Regions from separate parts of the Xenopus laevis genome. Here region 2 is linked to region 1. A link is a contact called in public Hi-C data. All regions are on one chromosome and are shown on one strand. The core of a region is the stretch at or near the end of the contact, and the rest is flanking DNA. Distances in the headings are between cores, read along the strand shown.

What was found. A called contact is a pair of places that touch in the nucleus more often than the background predicts.
Region 2: a contact with region 1 is called in a Hi-C map of the XL177 cell line, with 2.9 times the contacts expected there. The contact joins two enhancer-like sites. A contact is called at or near these places in 2 of 4 Hi-C or Micro-C datasets (the XL177 cell line and the XTC cell line).

The regions. Positions count from the first base shown.
Region 1 is chr5S:98,233,241-98,237,617 of Xenopus_laevis_v10.1, forward strand. The region is part of intron 24 of pld1.S (phospholipase D1); the gene reads left to right. Among protein-coding and RNA genes, the nearest start is that of tnik.S, 53 kb to the right of the region's middle. Within about 2 kb of position 2,116, at least 1 of the 7 cell types and tissues checked has an H3K27ac peak or open chromatin away from gene starts, as enhancers often do.
Region 2 is chr5S:98,484,908-98,489,106 of Xenopus_laevis_v10.1, forward strand. No RefSeq gene overlaps it. Among protein-coding and RNA genes, the nearest start is that of slc2a2.S, 8.4 kb to the right of the region's middle. Within about 2 kb of position 2,509, at least 1 of the 7 cell types and tissues checked has an H3K27ac peak or open chromatin away from gene starts, as enhancers often do.

The DNA of each region.
Region 1 (4,377 bases), core at 866-3,365:
GGACACAGGGACTGGACGCAGAGACACTTCAACTTTATTATATAGGATTAATGGGGATTAGCATTTTATAGTCAGGGCACACATTTCTGACTAAACCTATATAGGTAAAAAAGCCTCATTAACAAAACAAATAAACAGCAATTAAACAAAAAAAGTGTATTTTATATGTAAAAAGTTTTGAACAAAACTTATGTAGTTTTACTAGTTTTAGCTTAATGAATAAGGCAATATTAGCAATTTGAGTGAATATATTATCTAAAGGAAAAGCAAAGCCTCCCAGGCAATTTTTTTTAGTTTTAGCAGCACATAGACACTTGATTTAAGATTAAAAAAAACATATTTCTGATACAAATCCGTATTATGTGCAAAATAGCATTTCTTTTGTTTATACCCTTATATCTTGTTTCAGAAGTGGAATTGCACAAACATGTAGGCAGAGTTAGAAAGCCCGGGTTATCCTGAAAAAAATTATGTATAATTCTCCTAGGTAAAATAATCCCCCAACCCCTGAAAATTCCAATTTGATGGTTGACTGACAGGTATAGTAAGAGCTAAAGACAAATTCAAGAAAAATGTTGTTAAAATGTTGTACGAAAGACAAAATCTGAAAACAGTCTGTTTAAAGGACACTTTCACAAAAGTGGAGATAGAGGTTTGTGAATTTTGTGGCAAATCCGACATTTTTATCTCCACTTTTATTTAGTCTCAATAAAAGCACTTTTGTGAATTCCCCCCTTAGTCAGCAACTTTAAGGGGGGGGGGGGACATAGGACATAACCGCTCAGTGAGTTTGCAATTGATCCTTAGCATGCAGGTCAGATTCAAAAGCAACAGTTATGACTCATGTGGCCCCTCCTCATGTCTCTGATTGGTTACTGACTAGTAACCAATCAGTGGAAACCAAGAGAGCTGCAAAGCAGGAAGTAGTGTTCTGGCTATTATGTTAGACATCCAGTCACTCCAGCCTTTATACATTACATTTCTGGCTAACTAACTATATTAGAAACATTTTTTATTTTGCACAGCCTTTCTATTTACCCAGTTTTTATTTTTATACTTAACAATTCCTTTAATACAGCCTACAGTCCCATGGAAACATGGCATTTGATAGTCTCCATCCCAAGTGCACCTCAGCACTCTAATAAGATTAGGAAGAGTTGTATCTATTTGATCCAATCTGCTCCATTTTTCTATTTTTTTCTAAGTATTAAGGTAAATGCCAGCTTTACAGAAGCCACAAAGAGTAGTCAGGCTCACTTTAAATAGTTATTTTGTTGAAGTCAAGAGACAAACAGTTTTCATTCATTCTCCATTGAAATCTTCCTTGTCTGTGGAAAACAAATTTTAGCAGTAGGATCTCTGTCAGAATGCGCTCCATCTTTTTCGAATCAAAGTCAAGTTTAGCAATTAAACCTGATGAACCTGTAATCTGTTTTTTGAATAACAGAAAGTGCTTTGAAATGTGATGTGTTTTTGGCATTTTCTGTAGCATCGCATTTTCTGCAGACAAGTTCAGAATCTTGCATATCACTATGGGAAAAGCTGTGTAGCTGAAACCAAAACACACACATTTGCATATTCTTTTGCACAAAATATCAACCACTTAGTTCTGGCTGCTGCCTTCTGTATGTCAGTGGAAAAACCTCATCTTTGCTTCAGTGGTGAATGTGCTTTCTGCAGGTTGTCTTTAATGATGTCCACTTCTCAGCTGCCCAGATTTTTTCATTTTGTGAAGCATAACATTCATATAAAACCTGTATAAGTTTCTATAGTATATTATATCATTAATAATAATATCAATATACCTCAACCCACTTACTAGGGTTTCTGGTTCTTTTGAGCAAGCAGACAATGAATCCACACCAATGAGCGTATAGTAAAGTGATGTATTGTAAAATAAATCAATTGATTGTTCTACATACGTAAATGATTATACTTAGACGAAACAATAATTACAATATTTACAGTTACCCATTACACAAGTCTACATTGTTGTTACCAAAAAAGTAGGGGAATAGAGTTCAGCGTCATCTCTGCCTTCCCCTCTGGTCTTCATTCCTCACATGTTGTCCCAGGCTCCTCTGGCTTCTTCAGCTCTCTCCTGCCTCCTCTCAGATGCCCAGCTCCCTCACATTTGTCCACCGTTCTTTTATCCTGGGTTCTCATCTGCCCCCCACAGAAACCCTCCCAACTGCCAAGATGCTGTGATAAACCCCCAACTTGCCTACATCCTGTTGAGCAAGTTTTCTCGCATACAAAATCCATTTTATGGTCCCCACAGCAGACATAGACCTTAGTAGTCACAGGAAAACCTTTGTCATGATAATCAGGGCTTCATGTAAGTTCCCTGAACAACAGCTTTCATATTAAATAACAAAATCAAGATGGCAATTTCTTACACCTGCTTGGGTAAGTTATACAGTTGTGTTCTGAATAATAGCACTCTGACATCACTAACCCGATCAATCAATGTTTTTGGCACAAATTGTATTTCTACATGGCAAATAATTTACTAGTAGGTGTAGTAGAGTAATAGAAAACCATCAAACCCAAAAGTCATGACATATGCATGTTGCTGATTCTGTGTAATTAAATCATTCATTGAGGCTTGTTCAAAATAATAATAGTTTGTTCCAAATAATAGCAGTGTGGAGTTCAATTAGTGAGGTCATTTATTCTGTGAAAAGACAGGTATCAATGGTGGCTCTTATTTAAGCAAGGAAGACACAAATGTTGTGCGTGCTGGTTATAGTGCATTTCTCTCTGAAAAGTAAAATGAGTCGTTCCAGACATTGTTCAGAAGAACATCATAATTTGATTAAAAAGAGGGGAAATCATACAAAGCAGTGCAGAAAATGATAGGCCGCGCATCTTAAATTATCTCAAATGCTTTAAAATGGCAACCAAACCTGAAAGAGGTGGAAGAAAATAGAAAAGCACCATTTGAATGGATAGAATAGTCAAAATGGCAAAGACTCAGCCAATGATCAAGTCCAGGAAGATGAAAGAAGGTCTAAAGTTACCTGTGAGTAATGTTACAATTAGAAGATGTCTATATGAAGTCAAACTATCGGCAAGAAGTCCCCACAAAGTCCCAATGTCGAAAAAACGACGTGCTGAAGAGGTTACAATTTGCCAAAAACCACATTGACTGGCCTAAAAAGAAATGGCCGAACATTTTTTGGACTGATGAAAGCAAGATTTCAACAAGACAACAACCCCAAACACACCAGTAAACAAGCAACATATTGGTTCCAGACCACCAAGATTGACGTTATGGAGTGGCCAGTCCAATCACCGGACCTTAATCCAATAGAAACTTGTGAGGCAAAACCAAGAAGTATAGAAGAATTGTGGAGTGTAACAAGTGCCAGAAGTTGGTGGACTCCATGTAACACCGATGTGCAGCAGAAACTCTGATTATACAACTAAATATTAGTTCAGTGATTCAAAGGAAAGCAAATTCTTGAAACATTTTTCAGTTTATATAGTGATTATATAGTGATTATATTATATATTTGCGTTTGTAAAGAAGCCTAATATTCCCTTTTCTTCACTTTCTGTAAAGGAACAACACACATTTGATAAATGATTCTTCATGTTTAGATTTGGAATAGAATGTACAGTGTTCCCAATGCATTTGCGTGTAAGGAAATAAAAGCTGTTTTATTTAGGATTTTGAACTTTATTCACTTTTTTAAACACACTGCTATTATTCCGAACACAGCTGTACTGAAATGATAATGAAGTCCACAGGTGGGCAGAGGACTACAGATTTTCTAGGGGATGCCGAGTGTGGCCTTCAGGTTTCCAGTTGGGAGTGCCCCACGCTATTCTTTTCATGTGGGGACCAGTAAAAAGCTTTGTTTACTGATGAAGGAAGCATCTCCTGAATCCTGTTAATTCTCTGCACATTTCTCTTTCTCAACATGACAGAAACAAAGGGACTGAATTGAGAAGTGTCAGGACATGCTTTCTTCATCAGTATCTTAAATATATATACACAGTTCTTAATGACTGAGAGAAATAGTTAGTGTTTTCATTTCTTAGGAAATTATGCCTCTACTTATACTCAATATGGCTTGTTCTAAAAGTCAATGTAAATCACAAATAATGTGACGTTTCATATGCATTCTTCAGTGTCGGTATATAAATCTTTAATGCCTCCCACCTTAGTCTATTTGTACTTTAAGGTTATTTCTTATATTCAAATTACAACTCATTAAGTGGTCAGTAAAACCCAAATTAAATTAGCACCCTGTAAGCCAGTTTAATGGCTGGTGACATAACTACTGTAAAGTGGAGCATATTGCTGTGACCCCTGTCCATTCTGCCATTTTATTACTTTATCTGGGATTGTGTAAAGCAGATACACAT
Region 2 (4,199 bases), core at 1,259-3,758, 250 kb after region 1:
GAAGTGAGAAGCCGGAATTTGACTGTGCCCCCCCCCACAAAGAGGAGTGTGAGATTGGCCGACCCGCACATCACTAGTACACAGACTGAAGACTGGCTGTTGTCAGCCTGTGCATTTTTGCAGACTGAGAGAACCAGATCTGCTCAGTGCTCCTGCTCCATTAATTTGAATCTGATCAGCCTCCCTCTCATATACGGCAGAACTGAAACTGAGGTCAGCCCAAATATGCAAATAGAGACATCTCTGGGCTGAGCTCAGCTTCAGCATCACTGTGTGTGTAAGCACTCACAGGCTGATCGGATTCTAATCCATGAAACAGGGGAACTAAGCAGATCTGCTTCTCTCAGCCTGCAAATATACACAAGCTGACAACAGCTGGAGTCTATGTGTCCATAGCCTTAAGACCAGTGATCGCTACTTCTCTTGGGCCTCCACACCCCAAGTATCGTTGCATTTAAAGATCCTCTGTGCTTTTATGTTAATTACCTACAAGACTCAGTACAATCCAATACCCCCTTTCAAAGGAAATATGTTCAGGACAGGTTAAAAAAAAACATGCAAAAAAAAACAGATGAGGTTTCCTTAAGAAATTTAGTAAAAGTATCTTTTTTAGTGCACTTAATCATATTAAGGAAGTTTTAGTGAAAAAAACAGGGTGGGCCCCCGGCTCTTGTGTGCCCAACCAGCCCAGAGCCGCTCCTGCACTAATCTTCCTGGTGCCACCCCCCTTCTTTGGGGCAGTCGCGGCAAAAACAGAATGGCGCAGTGCAGGGGGGGAGGAGCAGCGCAGTGCTTTGGAGAGGTCTGGGGGGACCTAGAGTTATGGCAGGGGGCATGGAGGGGGGCCCAGTCTGAATCGGTTCTTAAGTACACACATCTGTTGACATGTATTTATATGTATGGTTGAACCAGGTGGCTGGTGGTGGTACATTGATATTTCCTTGTGATAAGAAGAGACTGGTATCAGTTGAACTTCAGTCCGGGGACCTAGCAAAATAAATCGCCAGTATTTGCAGTGTTTGGGTTTAACATGACTGGCTCTTATGTACAACCAAATTATCCATTGCACCCACAATCTTGTATCCACCGTAAAGCTATATTTCTGCACCTTGTCCTTTTGCATCTTGTGTCCTGTGCTCTCTCTATATTCAATAATTAGCCGAGGGTGTAGTTGTATCCCTAGAGCTATTGGGGTACATGGGGCATAATGACTGTCAATAGCTGATCATCTACTACTTGCTGTGGATACTTTTCCACTTACATTATTGGGAGGTGCCACAAGTCGCCCTGAACTAAATGCAATTTACTCCTGTGGGTTTTCAGAGACAGTGTTTCTTGTGACACTTCCAACATACACCACCGGGAGGAAACAAAAATCAGCAATAATAAAATGTGCACATCATTCATTTGAAGGAAATTCAGAAAAGTGGAAGTAGCACCACAGAGCTCATCATTCCTTACTTTCCTTACTAGTATGTTATAGAATGGCTAAGCAACTTTTCAAGTGGCCTTCATATTTTATTTTTTTATAGTCTTTTTTAATTATTTGCTGCCTCCTGATTCTTTCCATCTTTCAAATGGTGGTCATTGACCCCATCTAAAAACAAATACTCTGTAAGGCTACTTTTTTAACTCATCTTTCTATTCAGGCCTCTCCTATTCATATTCCAGTCTTTTATTCAAATCAGTGCATGGTTGCTAGGGGAATTTGGACTCTAGCAACCAGATTGATGAAATTGCAAACTAGAAAGCGGCTGAATAAAAAAAAAAAACAACTCAAAAACCACAAATGATAAAAAATGAAAACCAATTACAGATTGTCTCAGCATATTACTCTCTACATCATACTAAAAGTTCATTTAAAGGTGAACAACCCCTTTAAGTTCTATTGTGCAGGTCCCTCTTTACCAGCTGTAAAAGTCAGTGTTTATATATAATGTGTATGTATACACCCATTTAGTGTACAGTTAGGGCTGTCATCTTTTCTTCTCGGAGCAAATGGGCAGGAGGTGGGCCAGTGATGTCGGGGGGCGGGTTACATCAGGGCGGGACTGATGATCAGCGATTGGCTGATCGCCATGTCACTTCAATGTCCTGTCCGAATTTTAAAAACCGGGCCATCCGGGTGAAATCCGGACAGGTGGCAACCCTATGTACAGTGCTGCAGAATATTGTGTTTATTTATACAAATAAAAATAATATTTGATAATAAAATCCCTAACATTTAATCACTGGTGGTAAAATGTTTTTCTGCAAATTAAGAGGAAACTTGAAGAAGGGAACAGGATTGTATAAAATGCCTGGTATGACCTCTGACAGAGAAATTGGTTTCATATATATATATATATATATATATATATATATATATATATATATATATATATATATATATATATATATACCTTTTTCTCCAAAACATTGAGTCCCGTGTTGTTTTCTCCCTTCTCAGCAGCCCTTGTGCATTCCTCTCCATTTACAGGCCTGTTACCTTACACCTGCAATGAGCAGAACAGGCCAAACAGCTTTCCCAGTATACACCTTGTACCAAAGGTCAGGAGACGTTACATCTTTTTCTTTTAAGTTCTCATTAAAGAAAACAGCAGCCGAAAAAGACTTTGCACTTTGCTTGTTATTCTTTGAAGCCCCTTGAGTGTATATTTTTCAAAGTGCTTGTTTTATAGATTATCAGTGTATAAAAGAAATAGGCAGAAGAAACAGTGAAACAAGAGATTAGAGGATTACAATATTTCCATTACATCACATATATATGTTGTTTACTATCCCTATTAAACAGCGGATCATCCACTTGTGTTTATTTTTAAAAATAAGGTGATTAAATATTTTTTCTTTTTTTATTAAAAGCTCATCATTCTGACCCAGTTTCCTGTGAGTTAATATACATCAACACACATTCGCCCTGAATAACCTCTTCCCAGCACATACTTGGATCTTGCATCAAAGAAATCATTTCTACAGATACTTACAGAAATATGATGTTTAAATCTCTGTGGTTTGTTTCTTTTTTAATTTTCAGAATAGTTCCCCCTGGATGCCTGGAGTGACGTGTTTGAGATGTTTATGTTTTGCACAAGATGTTCCAATTGCTTTACAGTGGCAGTACAGTCTGGTGGCTGAAGGCAGATTCACAGCTGTTCCTTAAGGGCACACTAACTGTTTTTTGCTATATGTGTTTGTCTTACTGAACTATTATCATATATTAAGAAAATATAATTATATTACTATTTCAGTGTCTCTTAACACCTATAATAAGTATTCTTAAACTAACCAGAAGTTTGTTAATTTTTAACCAAAACTCCACATCAGAGAGTCATTTATGACCATACTATAGAGAGAAATGGCTAACACCTAAAACTAAGTTCTCAGTAATTATCTTGCTAGGCTGGGCCACCACCCAGTATGGATGAGGGATCGAGGAGATATGAACATATGATAGGAAGGAGCAGAAGTCAGAGCCCTTGGTTGCATAATTGACACTTGTAAGTAGTGTACAATCTGGTAACAACTTGACTGGTTAAATGAGAGAGCTTGACTTAAAGTGATACTGACAAGAAAAAAATACCTTTCAAATTATTAATGTACATAAAAAGTTACCTATAGGTCATGAAGTTCCTTAACCTGACTGTCCCTTTTCAACCTGTCAGTTAGAGTTTCTAACAAGGGCAGAGATAGGGGTAGAGTCATGTGCCTAGAGCGCAACAGTTTGGGAGAGCTATTTATTGAGGACTTTTTATTGAGGATTATTGAGGATTTTTCACATTCGATATATATATATATATATATATAAATATATACATATATATAAGTCTTCGTGACTGCATCTTAACAGGCTGTGTTTTAATTCTGCTTGTTTTATGGTAAACCTTTAATAAAATATTTGAAACAGTTTGGGGCAGCTGGGCCATGGGCATGTGTCTTTTCTCCGTGCCTTCCCCTATTTTTGGGAAAGTGATTTGGCATGCATCAGGAGTTTTACACATGTTCACATGCGGGGGGGAGGGGCTGTGGGGGGTGCGCTTGTGAATATTCTCTCATGCACCCTGGAGATGAAGAAGCGGGTGGTGCAGGAGGTGCAATAGTTTCTAATGCTAATGGACTACTGCTGCACAAATATGGCGGCCCTCTCATAGAGGAACATGGGGATCAGATAGGTAGTGTAAAAGCATCAGGCAAAATCAAAA